Regions from separate parts of the Mus musculus genome. Here all the other regions are linked to region 1. Evidence: chromatin contacts called from public HiChIP or PLAC-seq, Micro-C, capture Hi-C and promoter capture Hi-C data. All regions are on one chromosome and are shown on one strand. Each heading gives the region's core, a stretch centred on a gene start, on an enhancer-like site or on the middle of the called end of the contact. The rest is flanking DNA. Distances are from core to core; before and after follow the strand shown. Region 1 holds the start of Lrp4 (low density lipoprotein receptor-related protein 4). Region 2 holds the start of Mybpc3 (myosin binding protein C, cardiac). Region 3 holds the start of Rapsn (receptor-associated protein of the synapse). Region 4 holds the start of Madd (MAP-kinase activating death domain). Region 5 holds the start of Chrm4 (cholinergic receptor, muscarinic 4). Region 6 overlaps Madd (MAP-kinase activating death domain).

Region 1 (2,700 bases), core at 27-2,526:
GTTAGCTTTGGTCAAAGATGGCAATTTAAAACGAAAATTTTGAAAAATGGAAAACAAGCAAGGATGAAACGTCAACCTATCCATTTGGAGAAATTGCCTAATATCCACTTTGCACTATACCAAATTACTTCTCTCCCAGCTAAGTCCAGGATAAGATGAATGAAAGCCAAACAATGTTGGCAGGCCAGGTCTGAGGGGAAAGTAATATATCAGGCCCTAAGAAAGTTAGGGGGTGTAAGCAAAAAGCAACAAAACAACCTGGGAACACAGGAGGCAGCAAGATGAACAAATAACTACTAGTATTCAAGGGGCGGAGGGTGGGGAAGACCACAGAGATAACATCGAGAGTGGATTAGAAGTTTATGTCGTAATCCAAACGTTTCATACTGCTGGAAAGCCTTACAAACAGGAGCCGAAAGAAGGCCCAGGTCTTCTTGGCAGAGTGCAACTCTAAGTACTGACTTATTTCCTTACCCCCTACCCCTTTCTTGCCAGGATCAGAAAGTCAAGGATGGTGAAGGGGCTCATTCACAGACAGTATGGAGGAACTGAGATTGTCTGGGCCAAATCTGGGCATTTGAACTGGGGAGACAGGACCCAGACAACTTCACCTCAGGAAATGAATAAATGAAAAGGGGAGGTCGCCGAATTATTTAGCCCAAGAACAACACTGCCTAGACCGGGGGAGGGGCTGGGGTGCAAGAAGAAAAACTTCAGAATAGGGATTTTTGACAGTGAGAACACTAGTTGAGACACAACACTGTAGGCCCCCTGATGTCCCTTGTTTGGTGTCAATAAAGGCCGAGAGAATTATGCTCTAGCAAGCCTTGCATATTTTTGAAACATCACAATAAAGTCTGGAGTTGGAGCTGGTAGGGGGGCCGGGGTCACGCCCAGGCGACTTGGGTCAGCACGGGTGCTCCTCCCTAGTGTGGACCGATAATGAACCCAGGCTGAGAGTTGCCAGTACGATAATTTTCTGTTTAAGCTGGGGATATTTGAGTCGCAGTAATGGGGACAGATAAGGGGCTCTCTCCGGAAGGCTAGGAATGTTAGGGCAGACTGAGTAGGAGCTAAGGCGAGCGCAAGAGGCACAGGCGGGTGGGGTCCTGGGACTGGGGGGCGAGGGCAGAGGGCGGGAAGGGGCCGGGCCAGAGCCGGGGGCGGGACCAGGCGGGGTGGTGGTGGCGGGGGCCGAGACGCGGGAGGCGGGGCGGCCAGGCTCGGGACACCCCCTCCCGGTCCCCTGGCGGGGCGGCTTCAACTCCGGCAGTACAGGAGGCAGCAGCAGCCCGGAGGGCGACTTGCAGGGCGCGCCGGCCGAGCTGGACCCGGGACGCTTTTCAACCCGGGGGAACCCTCCGCTGATTCTCTCCGCCCCGGCGTCCCTTGGGAGCCCGCGGGACCCCCGGGCCGGCAGGGAACGCCGGCGGCGGCCGCAGCACCATGAGGCGGTGGTGGGGCGCGCTGCTGCTTGGCGCCCTGCTCTGCGCACACGGTAAGCGGCGTCGCAGCGCCCGCGCCGACCGGGCCACCGGGAAAGTTTGTCCCTGAGACTGGTCGCTGCAGGACTCGCCTCCTGGGAGTGGGACCGTGAGGCTGGGGCCTGAAGTCCCACCCTCGAGCTCACTTCGAGCACCAACCCTGGCAGAGCGAGCGGAGGAAAGCAATAGCAGCCCCCGCAGCTCTTCTAGCACGAGAGGGGACAGCGGTGGTGGGACTCGTCCCCGCTGTAGTCTGGGCCGGGTGGAAGAAGACCCAAGACGCTCTCTCGGCTTCCATCGCTGCTCTTTAACGAGCCAGGGGCGGGTTCCCTTTCAGGTTAAGGCAGGGCTTCTGTGTCCCTGGTGCGTGCGAATGAATGTGTGCAAAGAAAGGAAGGCGGGGAGGATGGTCGCTAAACCCATAAATTGTAAACAGTTCTCTTTCCAGGGACTGGGGGATCTTGGGTGGATTGCGGAGAGGGGCCCAGCTGAATCTGAGTTACTTGAGCATCCGGGATTCATGGACTTGGGGAGCAATTTCTCGGACTCGAAACCCTGCTCTCTCTGAGGGTCCTTGGTTCATACTTGCGTGCAGCATCTCCCCTAAGTGGAGTTTTGGGTTCCCTCTCCTGGCTGCGGCCAATCAGCTTCCTGCCCCGGATCCTCCCCAAGGGAGGGGTGGGGAACAGCGATGGAAAAGAGGTTGGGGAGGAACTTTGGGAAGAAACTGCTGGAAAGCTCCCTCAGATCGGTTCTGGCCCGGGTAAAGCGCAGGGGCGCGTTCTTTGGGAACTTCCAAAGGCAGCCTCGCGACCCGTGCAGTGGGGCCTTGGCCTCCGGGGAGCTGGGCGGATGGCAGCGGCACTGCTGCTTCATCTGCTCCTTATTAATAACGTGTTCGGTGCCCGGACGCAACTGTTATGTCTACTTAGGACTGCAGTGGAATCTGCTTCTCTGCAGCAGCTTGGGAACGTGGGTGCACCCGGAGATTTAGCAGCTGCCTCTGAGTTTGTGCCCAAAGATCAAAGATCGATCTTTGAACTCTCAACTATATTCACCCGCCGGCTTTTCCACGTGGGGGAGATCCAGTTCTTCGATTCCCTGGCTGCGGGACGAGGGGGTGGGGTTCAGAAAGAGCGGTCTGCAGATCCTGGCGATTCACGGGTTCTTTCTTTCACATGGAGGAGCTCGTGTGGAAAGTGCAGATTTCGGAACT
Region 2 (2,700 bases), core at 74-2,573, 340 kb before region 1:
CCTCCTCCTCTTCCTCCTCCTTCTTCTTCTTCTCCTTCTTCTTCTTCTTCTTCTTCTTCTGGCTCTCAAACACCAGTTCCTTAAACATTTAAACAAATTTTTTGCCTGCGTATATGTATGTGTGCCATGTGTGTGCCTGGTGCCTGCAGTCTAGAAGAGGGGTGTTGGGTCCCCTGGAGCTGGAGTTACAGATGGTTGTGAGGTATTGTGTGGGTGCTTGGACCGGAACCTGAGTTCTCGGCAAGAACAAGTGCTTTTAATCACTGAGCCTTCTCTTCCAGCCCCAGACCAGTTCTCTGGACGACTCGGAGATAAGCATAGCAGTGCATACCCAGAATAGCAGCACTTAGGTTGAGGCAGGAGGATTGTCATTGGTTTGAGACCAACCTGGATTGCTAGTTATAGCTTCAACACACACACTCATGCACATGACTTAGGAGCAGGTGATATGACTCTAAAGTAACTAAAATTGGGTGGAAATCACGGCTAGGTTTCTATTGACTGGAAAATGCTTATATGTGAACTCCCTCCTTCTGGTATAAGCTATCTATTCTAGTCTAGAATTCCTTAATGGAGATCCCCGTCATTTACTTTTTCCCCTGTTACACCTGATGAGCCTGATCCAACTGAGGGTCACAGAACAAGAACAGTGGCAGTGGGGTGGCAGCTGGGGGGATTTGGAATGCTCTGCATTCATCTTTGGTTAGTCCTTGTGACTTTAGCAAGAGCTAGCTCTGCTCCTGTCCTCTACTTGGGAGGACATTTAGAGATCCACTCCCATGCCCTCGCCTGCAGGCTCGCCTAGTTTGTCCCTTGTGTGTGTGGGGTGGGGTGGGGGGGACTAACTCCCAGCAGATTCCCTCCCTGCCTAACCCTCCGCCAAGCCCACTCAGGATTCCGTGGTCCAAGGCCAGCCCCTGCCCCTTGTGGTGCAGTAATGTGTGCCAAAGCTCTGCTGACCAAAAGAACAACAGCAGCTAGCCCTGGATACCCTCTCTCCCACCCAGCACCTGTGCCCTCGATCTTTAGCTGTGGGTGTCACGGGCCAAGAGCACCTCGACAGTGTAATTTTCTGGTGGCTGGATACACAGACAAAGGTGGGGCTACCCCTGAGATCCATGGAGGAGTGGAAGGGCGGAAGCTATCCAGTCCTGCTGGGGGTGGGGAGGAGAAGCCAGAGGACCAAGTGGCTCTATCTTCTCCATGAAGATACCTCAGCTGGATGGAATTTGTCTATATTTAGCAGGTGGCTAGCAGGAGGCTGATAAGCAGGGCTGGGGAGGGGGCAGTCCTCATAAATAGTGAGAACACAGGACACTGTTCAGTCCCTCCTTGGGTGGCCTGCTTGATGCCTGGTGTGACTGTTCTCAAGATGCCGGAGCCAGGGAAGAAACCAGGTAGCTCCACGTAAGGGTTTGGGTCAGTGGTGCACACGGCTTGTGGGCAGGGTTAGGTACCGGTGTAGGATGAGGCCTGTGGGTTCCAGGAAGGGACAGGATGGTCCTCTTTGGGCTTTGTCTAATTCTCTGCTTCATTCCCCATCCCTCTAATGAGATCAAGGATAAACTCGGTGTCAGGGCCACTGAGAGATGACTTCACTAAGTCAGGAAGAATCCAGGGTCAACAGCCCATTCTGTCTGGACCTGTATTTTCTTCTTCAGCCAGGGTCCTCAATTCAAGGAGCTCAATTTAGGCTCCAGTGGAGCTGAGCCCCTGAGCTCAGTTTCTAAGGGTACTGAGATGAGGGGGTAGCGACCCTTTCCAGCTCTGAGTGTCTGCCACATGAGCTGGAAACCCTAGGGTATTCACATGAGACCTGGCTCCAGATGTGGGGGGACAGTGCCTCTCTTCTCTGGAATAGAACAGGCAAGCCAAGGACAAAGACTGTAGCCAAAGACCTGGACCAGGCCAACACCCTTGCAGAGGTCATGGGGTCAGGGATCCAGTCCCCAGCCCCCAGGCCCCTGCTGCCTTATCTCAATTGCTCATTCTTAGTCTGAAGCCCTCAGAGGACAAATTTAGCTATATCCCAAGTAGGCAGAGTGCTGGGGCCCTTGCCAAGGGTTCCACAATGGGAAGGGAGGCTGGGCCTACCACTGGTGTTCCCAAGCAGGAAGGTAGGGACGTCTTATATGGTGGTGGGGACAACAGCCTGGACTCTTTCATCTGTCATTAACCTCACCTGACCTGAGACATAAATATGGCTGCACCCACCCCATAGAACTGTTGGAGCATTAAACAAGTAGCTTGGGGTGTGCTTACTACACAGTCTTCTTGAAGAAGGGTGTCGGGGGTGGGGTACCAGGGAGCCTACTTCCTGCAAGTTCCATCTGGCTCTTCAGTGTCAGCCTTCAACAAGAAGCCAAGGTCAGCGGAGGTGACCGCTGGCAGTGCTGCCGTGTTCGAGGCTGAGACGGAGCGGTCAGGCGTGAAGGTGCGGTGGCAGCGGGATGGCAGCGACATCACCGCCAATGACAAGTATGGTTTGGCAGCAGAGGGCAAGCGACACACACTGACAGTGCGGGATGCGAGCCCTGATGACCAGGGTTCCTACGCGGTCATTGCAGGCTCCTCAAAGGTCAAGTTTGACCTCAAGGTCACAGAGCCAGGTAAGAGCTTGCTGACCTCGCCCCGGGGCCCTGAACTCAGAGTCCGGGGCATGGACTCTGGGCACTGGCAATGCTGTAAGCCAGAAATGCC
Region 3 (2,700 bases), core at 158-2,657, 420 kb before region 1:
GGTTGTTATGTTTGGCAGCAAATGCTGTTACACCATCTCACCAGCCCCTGGGATTGAGACACTTCGTGAATCTTCAAGGACCAAATTGTGGCCTCTGGTCATCATTTTGTCAAGGGGTAGGTAGTATCATCTCTTCTCACTAACACACTGTTTCCTTCACACTAGACACTGTTCTAAGTCCTTGTCAATCAGCAGCTCCTCTAGTTCTGTGGGAATCCTGTGAACTAGGTGCTGTTAACCTTTCTTCTCCAGGGCCAGCAATGTGCCCAAATTCTCTATGCTCACACAGCTAATACAGAAATACAGCAAGCAGGGCCAGGCTGGTGCCCATTGCTGTGCTGTGCTGTGCTGTGCTGTGCTGTGCTGTGCTGTGCTGTGTGAGAGCCACACACCACTATGAGAGTTTAACTATCCTTGCCTCGAAGAGGAGGAAGCAGGCTCAGAGAGCTACATGATTTGCTTAAGGGAGTTAGGAGGAAACCAGGCCTCCCATCAACTGGCTAATTGTTAGGAACAGTGTGGACATGTGCCCAGGTAAGTGTCTATGTGATGGGTAAAATGAGAAAATAAAATGGGGGAGGAACTGGGAAGAAAAGAGGTGAAGCTGGGCTGTGATGGTGCACACCTTTAATCCCAGCACTCAGGAGGCTGAGACAGGTAGATCTCTCAGTTTGAGGCCATCCTGGTGTAGAGTGAGTTCCAGAACAGCCAGAGCTATGCAGAGAAACCCTGTCTTGGGGGGAATGGGGTGGAATGTTCCATTAGCCAGGTACAATGGCTCACTCCTTTGGTCCCAGCTCTTGGGAGGCAGTCAGGCAGATATCTGAGTTTGAGGCTACCCTGGCTTACAAAGCAAGTTCCATGACAGCCAGGGTACACAGAGAAATCTTGTCTCAAAGCAGAAAGACAGAGACAGAGACAGAGAGACAGAGAGAGGGAGAGAGGGAGAGACAGAGGGAGGCGGAGAGAGAGAGAGAGAGAGAGAGAGAGAGAGAGAGAGAGAGAGAGAGAGAGGAAAAAGGAAAAGAAAACAAAACAAAAGAAAAAGAACCAAGAATCAGCAGCAAGGCGAACATTCAACTCCTCTCCCTGATGCCAAGTGTCCTGCCTGCTGCTTTCCTGCTGTCAAAACCTCTGGCCTAAGGCTTGCCTGCATCCTGGCAGACAGCCTTTGACAAGGCTTCCAAAGAGCATAACCTGCCAGGGGCACCAAGGCCAGTGTCAGAAGTGTCAAAGGGGACACCAAACAGGTTCTCCGGTGGTGCAGTGCCTATATCCCTGGGACAGCCACCTTTCAGCTTGGAGTGGGTGCAGCAGGAACCCTCGTGACCTTGCTGCTGACATTCCTCAGAAACCACGTGGCTCCAACTGGCAGGGACAGCTGCAGACAGGGGCTGAACCAGCCTTGTTCCCAGGGTGGCGCCCGTTGTCCATCCAGGCCCTGCTTAGCTTTTTGCCTGGTGTGCTCCCCCCACCCCCACTCCCCAGAGATCAGCCGACACCGTGGGTCCAACACCATGAGGGTCTAAAGACACCTAGCCAGCCACGGTCTTTCCGAGTGGCCAGGCTGTGGGAAGATGGGGCAGGACCAGACAAAGCAACAGATTGAAAAAGGACTGCAGCTGTACCAGTCCAACCAGACAGAGAAGGCACTGCAGGTGTGGATGAAGGTGCTGGAGAAGGGCTCTGACCTCGTGGGCCGCTTCCGGGTACTGGGCTGCTTGGTAACAGCTCACTCGGAGATGGGCCGCTACAAAGAGATGCTGAAGGTACACATTACCCTTCCAGGGTGCTGTGGGAGGGCCCAGGTGCTGTGAGAAGATTGGGAACAGGACTGGGTGGCTTCCAACTCCCAGACACCCTTGTATCTTCCTGAGTGAGAACCTCTGGGTCTCATAGGCTAGTGTCTGGTCTGAAGTTTTGAATATGCATGGGAGATCCTGAGTCTTAGTTGGCTGGGTATCGTCAGAGTCAGGCCTGTGGCCTTTGACCTCGGTGTCAATGATGTTCACAGGCATCCAGGGATCTTAAGCCCAGACCTCCAAGTCTAGATTTTAGTCTGCTGCTTGCTGCCTGGAGGAACAGGCTCCAAGTTTGAGGGTCAGGCTGGTCAGTGGTAGACTCCAGATCTGAGGCTGGGAGTGAAAGTGTATGTCTACCCTGAGCTTTGGTTAGAACTTCTCTGCTATGACTGGAGCCTGGGAGGATGGATCTGAGGTTGTTGAAACTCTTGAGTCTGAGCTTCAGGGTCTGCCATTCTCTCTGGCTGTGGCAGCCAGGGAATGCAGCCTTGCTGAGTGTTGTCTACCTGTTCCCCCCGGGGTCAGTTTGCCGTGGTCCAGATTGATACTGCTCGGGGACTGGAGGATGCTGACTTCCTGCTCGAAAGCTACCTGAACCTGGCGCGCAGCAATGAGAAGCTATGTGAGTTCCACAAAACCATCTCCTACTGCAAGACCTGCCTCGGCCTGCCTGGCACCAGGGCTGGTGCCCAGCTTGGGGGTCAGGTCAGCCTGAGCATGGGCAATGCTTTCCTGGGCCTCAGCCTCTTCCAGAAGGCCCTGGAGAGCTTTGAGAAGGCCCTGCGCTATGCCCACAACAACGATGACACCATGCTGGAGTGCCGTGTCTGCTGCAGCCTGGGCAGTTTCTACGCCCAGGTCAAGGTGGGCCTGGTTCCTTTGTGGGGGATGAGGGAAA
Region 4 (2,700 bases), core at 15-2,514, 280 kb before region 1:
GGCTGCCCGCTTTTGCCCTACGTTTGCCCCGAGGAGACTGGTTTACGTCAGGAGTGGAGTCAGCACTAGGCGGCTGCAAGGTTGAGCCACTCTCTGAGCTCCCAGCGGCAGCCTCTTCTGAGGCACCAGAGGTGTGAGCGCCTTCCTTCCCACGGGGTCCTGCTCCGCCTTCCACCTTTTCCTTTGGCATTCGCTTTTGGAAGGAACGGTAGAAGTTGACACAGATGCCATAGCGGGTGACTCCGGTGTCCTTATCGGTTAGGGTGAAGACAAAAGAGGTATCGTCCCGAAGGCTCATCCGCCGCTGCCGCACACTCAGACATCCTTCTGGCTGGCAGAAGAACACCACATCTGGGGGCAGGGGGAACTCTGGGTGATCCTCTAGTGGGTACCTCCGCAGCAGCTCAGGAGTCTGAGCCACACTGTCACTGCTTGGGTGCCTGAAGGACATAAAGGCACACTCAGCAACCCAACAGCATGGAACATGCTATCACACTTGAACCACAATCAACAGATGAAGCTCAAAGGCACTTTAGGAAAGAGTTTAACTGACAGACTGAAGTCCACACTGTCATGAAGACACTATCCTGAAAGTTTCAACAAGAAAATCATCACTAGCACCTCAAGATGATCAGCACCTTAGCTAAAAGATTACCTTAGGAATCTAGGTAGACAGAGAAGTACAGAGTGCTTTCCCCTTTTGACAGACTATGAAAACGGGCTATAAAGAATATATTTGCTCGAAACCCATAAAGTATGAGTTAAAATAACAGCATTTGTTTGTTTATTTATTTATTTATTTTGGTTTTTCAAGACAGGGTTTCTCTGTGTAGCCCTGGCTGTCCTGGAACTCACTCTTTAGACCAGGCTGGCCTCAAACTCAGAAATCTGCCTGCCTCTGCCTCCTGAGTGCTGGGATTAAAGGCGTGAGCCACCACGCCCGGCAGCATGTATTTATTTATGAGAGATAGCATACATAAAGTGGAACACAAAACATGTAACAAGAACATAAAGCAATAGGACAGAATAAGATATTCAAAGCAACATGGAAATAAGGTCTGGGAGTAACAAGACATTGTGGCTGCCACAGAGAACAAGACAGTTATTGGTCTTCTTGGTTACCTCGCCCCTACGATCACGAGATAGTCAAGTAACCGAGGGCAGAACTTCTTTTGCACCATGGTTCCGATTTGTCAGTTCATTGCAGAGAAACTTCAGGGCACTGAGCAAGAAGCCAGCATTCCCAGGAGGAATTCTGATATAATCTGAAAATCCAATAGGGGGAAAAGTACTGATAAATACCCAGTGCTACGCCTAAGGGACTCACCCTTCTCAGGTTCATCTCAGCAAGGGGCGGAGGTCAGAGGCTTCCACTTCTGAACTCACGATAGAATCTGACGCTTGCTTTCCCTGCTGGCTGTCCACGTTTATGAGCTTCCAGAGTCAAATTTCAAACGGAATAGGGTTGAGGCTATCGCTTAGTGATCAAGGACTTATCTAGAATGGATGGGGCCCTAGTTCCAATCCTCAGCACCCAAAAAGGAGACGAGGAGCTGAAAAAATAACAGCTCAGACTATAGCTAGCTCATCTCCAGCCGAGTTTCTGAGACTCTGTTTCAGTCTAATCTAGAGTGAAGAATTATAACAACAACAAAAAATTACTTTCAGGGCTACTCCGGGGCGGGGGGGGGGGGAATCAAGATAAAAGCAGATTCTTTATACAGCACTAACCTGGGCTTTTACGTCTACATGGAAACTTGATTATTCTGTCTCATTGAGTAGCATTCAGCCTGATGGGTAACTATCACACAGACTTTCCAGTTAATTGCACTCAGACAGTAACAACAGCTGCATACTGTTCATGTGATCTCACATGGAAAAGTCCATGTCCCAACTGTCTCATCTCTAACCAGTTTTCCCACTTCAAGATAGAAAGGGGGCCAAGCAGCTACTGCTGCCTCCTCTGCCCTTGGTGCTGAACCACAGCTCTCGACTATTCGGGTCTCTGGATCAGAGTCAGTAATACAATGCATTCCCAGGAGGCCTGGTCTTTCTCTATCTTGTAGGGATTGTGAATTAGGGACGGAAAATACCAGGGTTTCTACAAATTTAGGGGAAGTGTCTAAAGGAATTTCTAAATGTATTCGAAATCAATTATTTCCTGGGGGCCAGAGAAATGGCCCAGCAGTTACAAGCACTCATGACTCTTCCAGAAAGCCTAGGTTCAGCTCTGAATACTGGCACTGGGTGGCTCATCACGGCCTGTGATGCTAGTTCCCGGTAAACTGTGGCTCTTCTCAGTGCTACACTGACAGAGTGCACACATGCATGCTCAGGCACACGCGTGCATAAAAGAAACAATTATATCTTTCACACTTGATCTTAGCCAAAAGGCTGCGAGGCGATAACAATTATACTTTCCAAAGAATCTATATTTTTATTAGATTTTCATAGACTTCTAAATAAAATGTTTCACTCCTGTATAGGGCATTTCCAGGGCTCCAAGATTTTGCTTCTATGGCCTGAGACTTTGTTCACTGTACACACACATGCACACACACACACACACACACACACCACACACGTAAACATGCACTTCATTTGACTCCCATACTACAGACATAGATAGTGCCTGTGTTGTGGGTACTACTTGCTTTAGATAATTAGTTCTTTTATTTTGTTTCCTCCTCGACCCACAAA
Region 5 (2,700 bases), core at 130-2,629, 460 kb after region 1:
GGTAAAGTGGAAGATGTCGGTAACAACTGAGCCTCTCCTCTCCTGTGAAGTGGGGGCAAGAACAATAGCACTTCCTTCATTTTTTCCTTCAGAGGATCATGGAAGACCAAAGCGCCCATGGGAGGGAAGATGGCTTCTCACACTAGCCTGCCCTCAACTTTGTCCAATGTTGACGTCCCTCTCTTCAGCATGGAGAAACCTGAACCAGGAGCCTTCTCTCACGGACTCTAGCTCAAGTCTCCACTCATTCATTCTCTGTTCCTAACTCCTCTGTCGTTACAAAGCTATCCCTACCACTACCACTGTCCCCAGGAGCCCCTACCAGCCCTTGCAGGAGAGTAGAGGAGAGCTGAGACTCAGGTGGTTTTTCCAAGAAGTCAGCCGGCTTAAAGTTAATTGGCTGTTGACACTCAAGAAGCTTTGTGGGTGACCGGTACTCAGGACCCCGGGCGCGAAGGGGTGCATTCAACCCTGGCTGGCGGGTGCTTGATCTGAGCAACTGGCCTTCGCACCAAGGACGTGTGGGGCTGTCCGAGGTGCTGAACCTGCCTACTTTGGGCCTTAGCCTAGTACTGTTGCGGGAGGTCTAGGAGACTGGACTTTCCTTCATGGCCTGTTCTGTCCCAGGTGACCTTGGGCACCTGGCTTCCCCACATAGGCAGCGATGAACTCATTCGCGGCTGGATAGGAGACTCGTGCCATCTTCAGTCTCACAGCTAATGCGCGTCCCTTCCCGGGCGTGGAGAGTGACAAGATCTTTAGCCAGGGTAGATGCTCGCCTGTCCAGTCTCACCTGCTCTTCCCCAGGCCCCGACGGCTGCAGTCTTTTGGCTGTCCAGCGGCTATCAGGCAGCGCTCTGTCCCGACAGAAGCACGTTGCTAGATCTGCCCCGCCGCACACCAGGGGCCTGTTGGGGCCAAACCCTCAAGACCAGGATTTAACCTCAGGCGGAACGACGAAGGGGCTACAAGCCGTGGAGAGGTTCGAAAACACTTCGGTGTCCAGAGTGCGTGGTTAGGGCGGAGGCGGGGCTCATAGCCAAGCTTGGCCGCCTGGTTCTTCCCCAGCCCGCGAGGGGGCGCCTAGTCCCCATGACAACGCGGACAGCCCCCACCCCACCCCCCGGAGGGCAGAGCCGGAGGCTAATCCTCCCTGGCGACTGTGGGCGGTGCCCTCGGTGCTGGAGTCCGGAGTTGCGGGCCATCTCCCGGGAAGGGTGTGAGCATCAAGGGTGCCTGACACTCCAGGTGGTGACCCCCGCGCGTCGCCGCTGGGTGACCGGCCCCGGGCGGGCGGTGCGTCCCCACCACGATTGGCTGCTTCCCTGTGACATCACGCGGCTCGGAGAAAAGTGCGAGCGTGAGCGCGAGTCGGAGCCACAGCGCCGGGAGCTGCAGGCGAAGCAGGGGCCGCCCCTTGGCACCCTGTCCCCGCCCCCGGCCCCCGGCCCAGTCGCCCACCCCACCGACTCGCAGGGCCTCTGGCTAGTTCCGCCGTCTGTCCGGCGCCAGCGGAGCAAGACAGAAGCAGCGGGTGAGTAACTCCGCGGAATCGCGGGGGCGGGGGGCTTCTATGCAAGATGAGGATGTAGGGTTCTGGGACCCCCTGAAGGTCTCCAGAGGTGGGTCGGGCTGGAACAGGGCCCCAGACCCCTTTGAAAGGCAAGCGCGGTGCGGAAGGGGCGGAGAGCTCAGAGATGGGGCACCCCTCTGGAAGAAGGACCCCAGGTCTCTAAAAGGTTTCTCTAGGTGAACCTCTAGGGATTGGTGATCATTGAGAAGGCTAGGGGAGGAATAGTCCCAGCCCACAGCCCAACCCCGAAGCAGAGCAGCCGTCGGGTCAGGACCCACACTCCCTCACTCCCTCCCGTTGGCTCTTCTTCAAGGCGCCGGAAGATGAAGCCCCAAAGCGCCCGTTTCCCGCCCGTCTCCCTGCCCTCCGTTCCCACCTTGGCCCACCGGGAGCCTCCAGTACGCTCTAGCCCGTTGGAGTCCTCTGTCCGCGACCTTGAGCCCCGACGGAAAACACCCCTGTTCTCTCCTGTTTCCCTTCCCCCTCTCCAGGAGTACCCTCTCTTTTACTCATCCGGGGAGATACATCTCCCAGCCCTCCACCCTCCCAGCTCTTAGAGGAAGTGTTAGGCACAATGATTTGGCCCAATATCCAGCACCCCTCTCTCTTCCCCTAAAGTACAGAGGCTTCTCTCCGCCTCAGGAACAGTCCTGGGGGCCATAGCTTTCCTGAAGTGATCACTTAATAATCGAAAATCTACCCCACGGGCGCCCAGAGCACCCTTTCCCGACTTGTCCCCAGCAGGGGTAGGGGCTCGAGAACCCGCGGAAGCACATTGCCCACGCCCAGAGACTACAGGAACTGCGTGCCTGGGGGTTGATGGGAGGGCGGGGCATCGGAGAACCTTGGCCCTTTCGACCAGGACCCAGACGTGATGGAGCCGGGAGATGGGCCCAAGGGTAAGCCCCGAGATTGTCTTTGAGATAGACCTGAGCCCACAGCTTGGGAACTCGGTGCCTATTTTGACTGACAGGACTAGACAGGGCCTCTCCAGGGGTTGCGGGTTGAAGAGTGAAGAACAATTTTACCCTCCTGACCCAGGCCTCGACTGGGCTCCCCGTTTGGAGGCTCTACCCCTGCCCTCAATGCGTAGGGCACATCAAACTGAGCTCGGTGACCCTCACGGC
Region 6 (2,700 bases), core at 189-2,688, 300 kb before region 1:
GTCGATGCTTGGCCAAAAGTCAACCTAATAACCCTATTTTCTATTACTGCTTCCTAAAGCAAGAAATGAAGTCTTTGTTCTCATTTACCTTTATTCTTTAGTCTCTGTAGTGCTTTCTCTTAAAGCTGGGCACGCCTCTAGTCCCAGTGTGTGGAAGGTTGAGAAAGGAGATCAGTAGTTCAAGGCTAGCCTCAGCTTTATAACAAGTTTGAGGCCAGCCTGGGCCACAAGATCCTGTCTCACACCCTTACCCCACAAAACAAGGTAAAGCTTTTGCAGTAGCATGGCACAATAGAAGGAGCACAGAGTCTGAAGTCAGACTGGCCATGGGTCAAATCCCTACTTTTTATTAATGTTGTAGTGGCTGAGGGTCATTTTCCTTGTCTATAAGAGGAACATTATAATATCTACCCCACAGGACTGGAGAAATGATTAATTGCATTGTTTTTTATTGAATGTGTGTGTGTGTGTGCATGATCACATGTGTGTGCAAGTGTCTGTACGTGCGAGGGCCCAACAGGATACCTTACATTATCTTCTACATCACACACACACAGTTCTCACCTCCACTGTTCCCTAGCACAGGACAGTTAGGGCTGTGTGGTGAGGAGAGCCAGGGAAGGTAACACACGGTCACCAGCATCTTACAGGGATGACCTTGTATTTGTCAACATCCAGAGTCAAAGCACAATGAAGGGATTTCTTTTTTAAGATTTATTTTACACATATGTGAGTACACTGTTGATGAAGAGGGCATCAGACCCCATTACAGACGGTTGTGAGCCACCATGTGGTTGCTGGGAATTGAACTCAGGACCTCTGGAAGAGCAGTCCGTGCTCTTAAGCCCATCTCTCCAGCCCCAACAATGAAGGGATTTTTAAAAAGGTTTCAAGAGACTACTATTATTATTATTAATTTTTTTATATGAGTATACTACACTGTAGCTGTCTTCAGACACACCAGAAGAGGGTGTCAGATCCCATTACAGATGGTTGTGAGCTACCATGTAGTTGCTGGGAATTGAACTCAGGACCTCTGGAAGAGTGGTTAGTGCTCTTAACCGCTGAGGCCTCTCTTCAGCCCTCAAAAGACTTTTTAAAGTAACATTTATTCATTTGTACACGTGTCCTGGGGGTAATGTGCAGGTTGTGGTTATGCATACAAGTGTAGGCCAGAAAACACCTTTTAGGAGTTGGTTTTCTCCTTTGACCATGTAGTTCCAAGGATGGAACTCAGGTTGTCAAAGTTTGAGGGCAAAAGCCTTTACTTGCTGGGACATCTTCCTGGGCCCCACCCCTTTTGACCAGGTCTTACCATGTAGCAGGCTGGCCTCAAACTTAAGATCCTTCTACCTCAGCCCCTGAGAAGGATATCAGGCATGAGCCACCACACCCAGCTGGAAGGACTTCTCAAATACTCTTATTAAAACAGTCTGTGTAGACTCAGTATGAGTCAGGCCCTAACTTGAATGACCCTGCTAATTTTTAACTCTGTCTCCATTGGCTCTTCTAGGAACAGACATATAGAAGGACCTAGAGACAGATGAGCACCAGTAGTAAGAAAATGACTTCATTGGAATCCTATCTTCCACTGTCCTCTCTAGACAAAAGGACTGAAAAGCTGTTGTGGAAAATACCCACTGCCGTCTTAAAAAGGCGGCTCAGGGATCAAAGCAGATAACGCTGCCTAAAGAAGCAGGCATTCACTGCAGAGCAGACGGGAGAAGTGAGAGCTCGAGGATTTATGTCATTTGGGTGTGGCAGTACACACTTGTAATCCCAGCACTTGGGAGACGAAAACAGAGGGGCCACAAGCTTGAGAGCAGCCTGGGTTACACAGTGAGACTGTCTCAAAAAAGAGGAAAAGGAAAAGGAAGGAAAAAAGGGAGGGAGGGAGGGAGGAAGGGAGGAAGGAAAAAAGGGAGGGAGGGAGGGAGGGAGGAGGGAGGGAAGGAGGGAGGAAGGAAACAGAACAGCAGACAGTTGGAAAGAGAGAGAGAGAAAAGAGCCACCCAGCTGAGCCAGACCTCCTCAGGACTATGGGAAGGCTCCCCTTTCCTCCGCAGGACCAAGCGCCTGCACAAGGGTGCTCGGCCTCTGAATTACACCTCCAGCCCCACCTTTTCCTTCTTGTTGTCTCTAAACCACTTTCCTCTTCCATTAAAGAAATGTTCTTTTGTTAGTATATAGAGCTTACAAAGATGGCGCTTGTAGCAGAATTGGTTTCGATTTCACTGTCGGACAGAGTGGCCCGGGAACTTGCCAGGTGGGCGCTGCCTTCGCCTCCTGGCCCGTCACCTGCATTGCTGCTCAGGTCACTGTCAGCTCCAAGGGTCTCTCCGGAACTATTACTCACCTGGGAAAGACAAAAGGCAGTAAGGACAGTCCCAGAGAAGGATTCCCAAAGCCAGCTAGAACCCTGACTGCTAGGAAAAGAATCATTTTAGAGGTGTGTCAGCTTTCCCATACACTTCTTTATAAAATGAGTGACATCCTGCGTCCACACACCCATGAGGATCAAGCTGATCTGAGACTAAGAGCAGATCAAAGGGAAGGAGCCCTTCCAGGGAGAAGGCCACACCCCACCCACAAAGAGGCCAATGTGGTATTCCCCTACCACGGTGCTAACTTCAGAATCCTGACTTGAGCTTCGGATCATAACAGCTGGACTCACACCGATGACAGAGTCTTGATCAGTCC

The links. A called contact is a pair of places that touch in the nucleus more often than the background predicts. HiChIP or PLAC-seq counts read pairs in DNA pulled down with a chosen protein or histone mark. Capture Hi-C pulls out chosen DNA fragments and counts their contacts.
Region 2: a contact with region 1 is called in an HNF4G HiChIP or PLAC-seq map of pancreatic cancer cells. The contact joins the promoter of Mybpc3 here to the promoter of Lrp4 in region 1. A contact is called at or near these places in 13 of 39 promoter capture datasets (the 3T3-L1 cell line, 3T3-L1-derived adipocytes, cranial neural crest and 5 more), 1 of 15 datasets of contacts at CTCF or cohesin (the NIH/3T3 cell line), 4 of 484 Hi-C or Micro-C datasets (embryonic stem cells, extraembryonic endoderm stem cells and transition I germ cells), 17 of 115 datasets of contacts at active chromatin or transcription factors (bone marrow-derived macrophages, craniofacial prominence, embryonic stem cells and 5 more) and 3 of 9 other capture datasets (adipose tissue, embryonic stem cells and macrophages).
Region 3: a contact with region 1 is called in a promoter capture Hi-C map of liver, with 2.0 times the contacts expected there. The contact joins the promoter of Rapsn here to the promoter of Lrp4 in region 1. A contact is called at or near these places in 6 of 39 promoter capture datasets (hematopoietic stem and progenitor cells, liver, neutrophils and 2 more), 1 of 115 datasets of contacts at active chromatin or transcription factors (embryonic stem cells) and 1 of 9 other capture datasets (liver).
Region 4: a capture Hi-C map of macrophages shows a contact between it and region 1, with 2.0 times the contacts expected there. The contact joins the promoter of Madd here to the promoter of Lrp4 in region 1. A contact is called at or near these places in 8 of 39 promoter capture datasets (the SN4741 cell line, cranial neural crest, embryonic stem cells and 4 more), 4 of 484 Hi-C or Micro-C datasets (embryonic stem cells and nephron progenitors), 5 of 115 datasets of contacts at active chromatin or transcription factors (astrocytes, embryonic stem cells, memory CD8 T cells and 2 more) and 4 of 9 other capture datasets (adipose tissue, liver, macrophages and 1 more).
Region 5: a Micro-C map of embryonic stem cells shows a contact between it and region 1, with 2.4 times the contacts expected there. The contact joins the promoter of Chrm4 here to the promoter of Lrp4 in region 1. A contact is called at or near these places in 2 of 39 promoter capture datasets (both in liver), 3 of 484 Hi-C or Micro-C datasets (all in embryonic stem cells) and 1 of 115 datasets of contacts at active chromatin or transcription factors (embryonic stem cells).
Region 6: a contact with region 1 is called in a FOXA1 HiChIP or PLAC-seq map of pancreatic cancer cells. The contact joins the enhancer-like site here to the promoter of Lrp4 in region 1. A contact is called at or near these places in 7 of 39 promoter capture datasets (cranial neural crest, embryonic stem cells, liver and 3 more), 1 of 484 Hi-C or Micro-C datasets (liver), 4 of 115 datasets of contacts at active chromatin or transcription factors (the 230-238 cell line, embryonic stem cells and pancreatic cancer cells) and 1 of 9 other capture datasets (pancreatic islet).

Annotation. Positions count from the first base shown.
Region 1 is chr2:91,456,255-91,458,954 of GRCm38.p6, forward strand. Lrp4 (low density lipoprotein receptor-related protein 4) reads left to right here and starts at 1,277. Exons shown (of 38, transcript NM_172668.3): 1 at 1,277-1,498. The coding sequence starts at 1,447.
Region 2 is chr2:91,116,821-91,119,520 of GRCm38.p6, forward strand. Mybpc3 (myosin binding protein C, cardiac) reads left to right here and starts at 1,324. Exons shown (of 35, transcript NM_008653.2): 1 at 1,324-1,397; 2 at 2,343-2,609. The coding sequence starts at 1,349.
Region 3 is chr2:91,034,220-91,036,919 of GRCm38.p6, forward strand. It overlaps Rapsn (receptor-associated protein of the synapse), which reads left to right and starts at 1,408. Exons shown (of 8, transcript NM_009023.3): 1 at 1,408-1,769; 2 at 2,328-2,666. The coding sequence starts at 1,578. It also overlaps Gm13778.
Region 4 is chr2:91,178,057-91,180,756 of GRCm38.p6, forward strand. It overlaps Madd (MAP-kinase activating death domain), which reads right to left and starts at 1,265. Exons shown (of 35, transcript NM_001177720.1): 1 at 1,123-1,265; 2 at 1-440. The coding sequence starts at 1,181.
Region 5 is chr2:91,920,810-91,923,509 of GRCm38.p6, forward strand. Chrm4 (cholinergic receptor, muscarinic 4) reads left to right here and starts at 1,380. Exons shown (of 2, transcript NM_007699.2): 1 at 1,380-1,534.
Region 6 is chr2:91,155,788-91,158,487 of GRCm38.p6, forward strand. It overlaps Madd (MAP-kinase activating death domain), which reads right to left. Exons shown (of 35, transcript NM_001177720.1): 21 at 2,618-2,700; 22 at 2,198-2,356. Among named protein-coding and RNA genes, the nearest start is that of Madd, 22 kb to the right of the region's middle. Within about 2 kb of position 1,439, at least 23 of the 459 cell types and tissues checked have an H3K27ac peak or open chromatin away from gene starts, as enhancers often do. A contact at or near this core is called in pancreatic cancer cells, where this site is marked.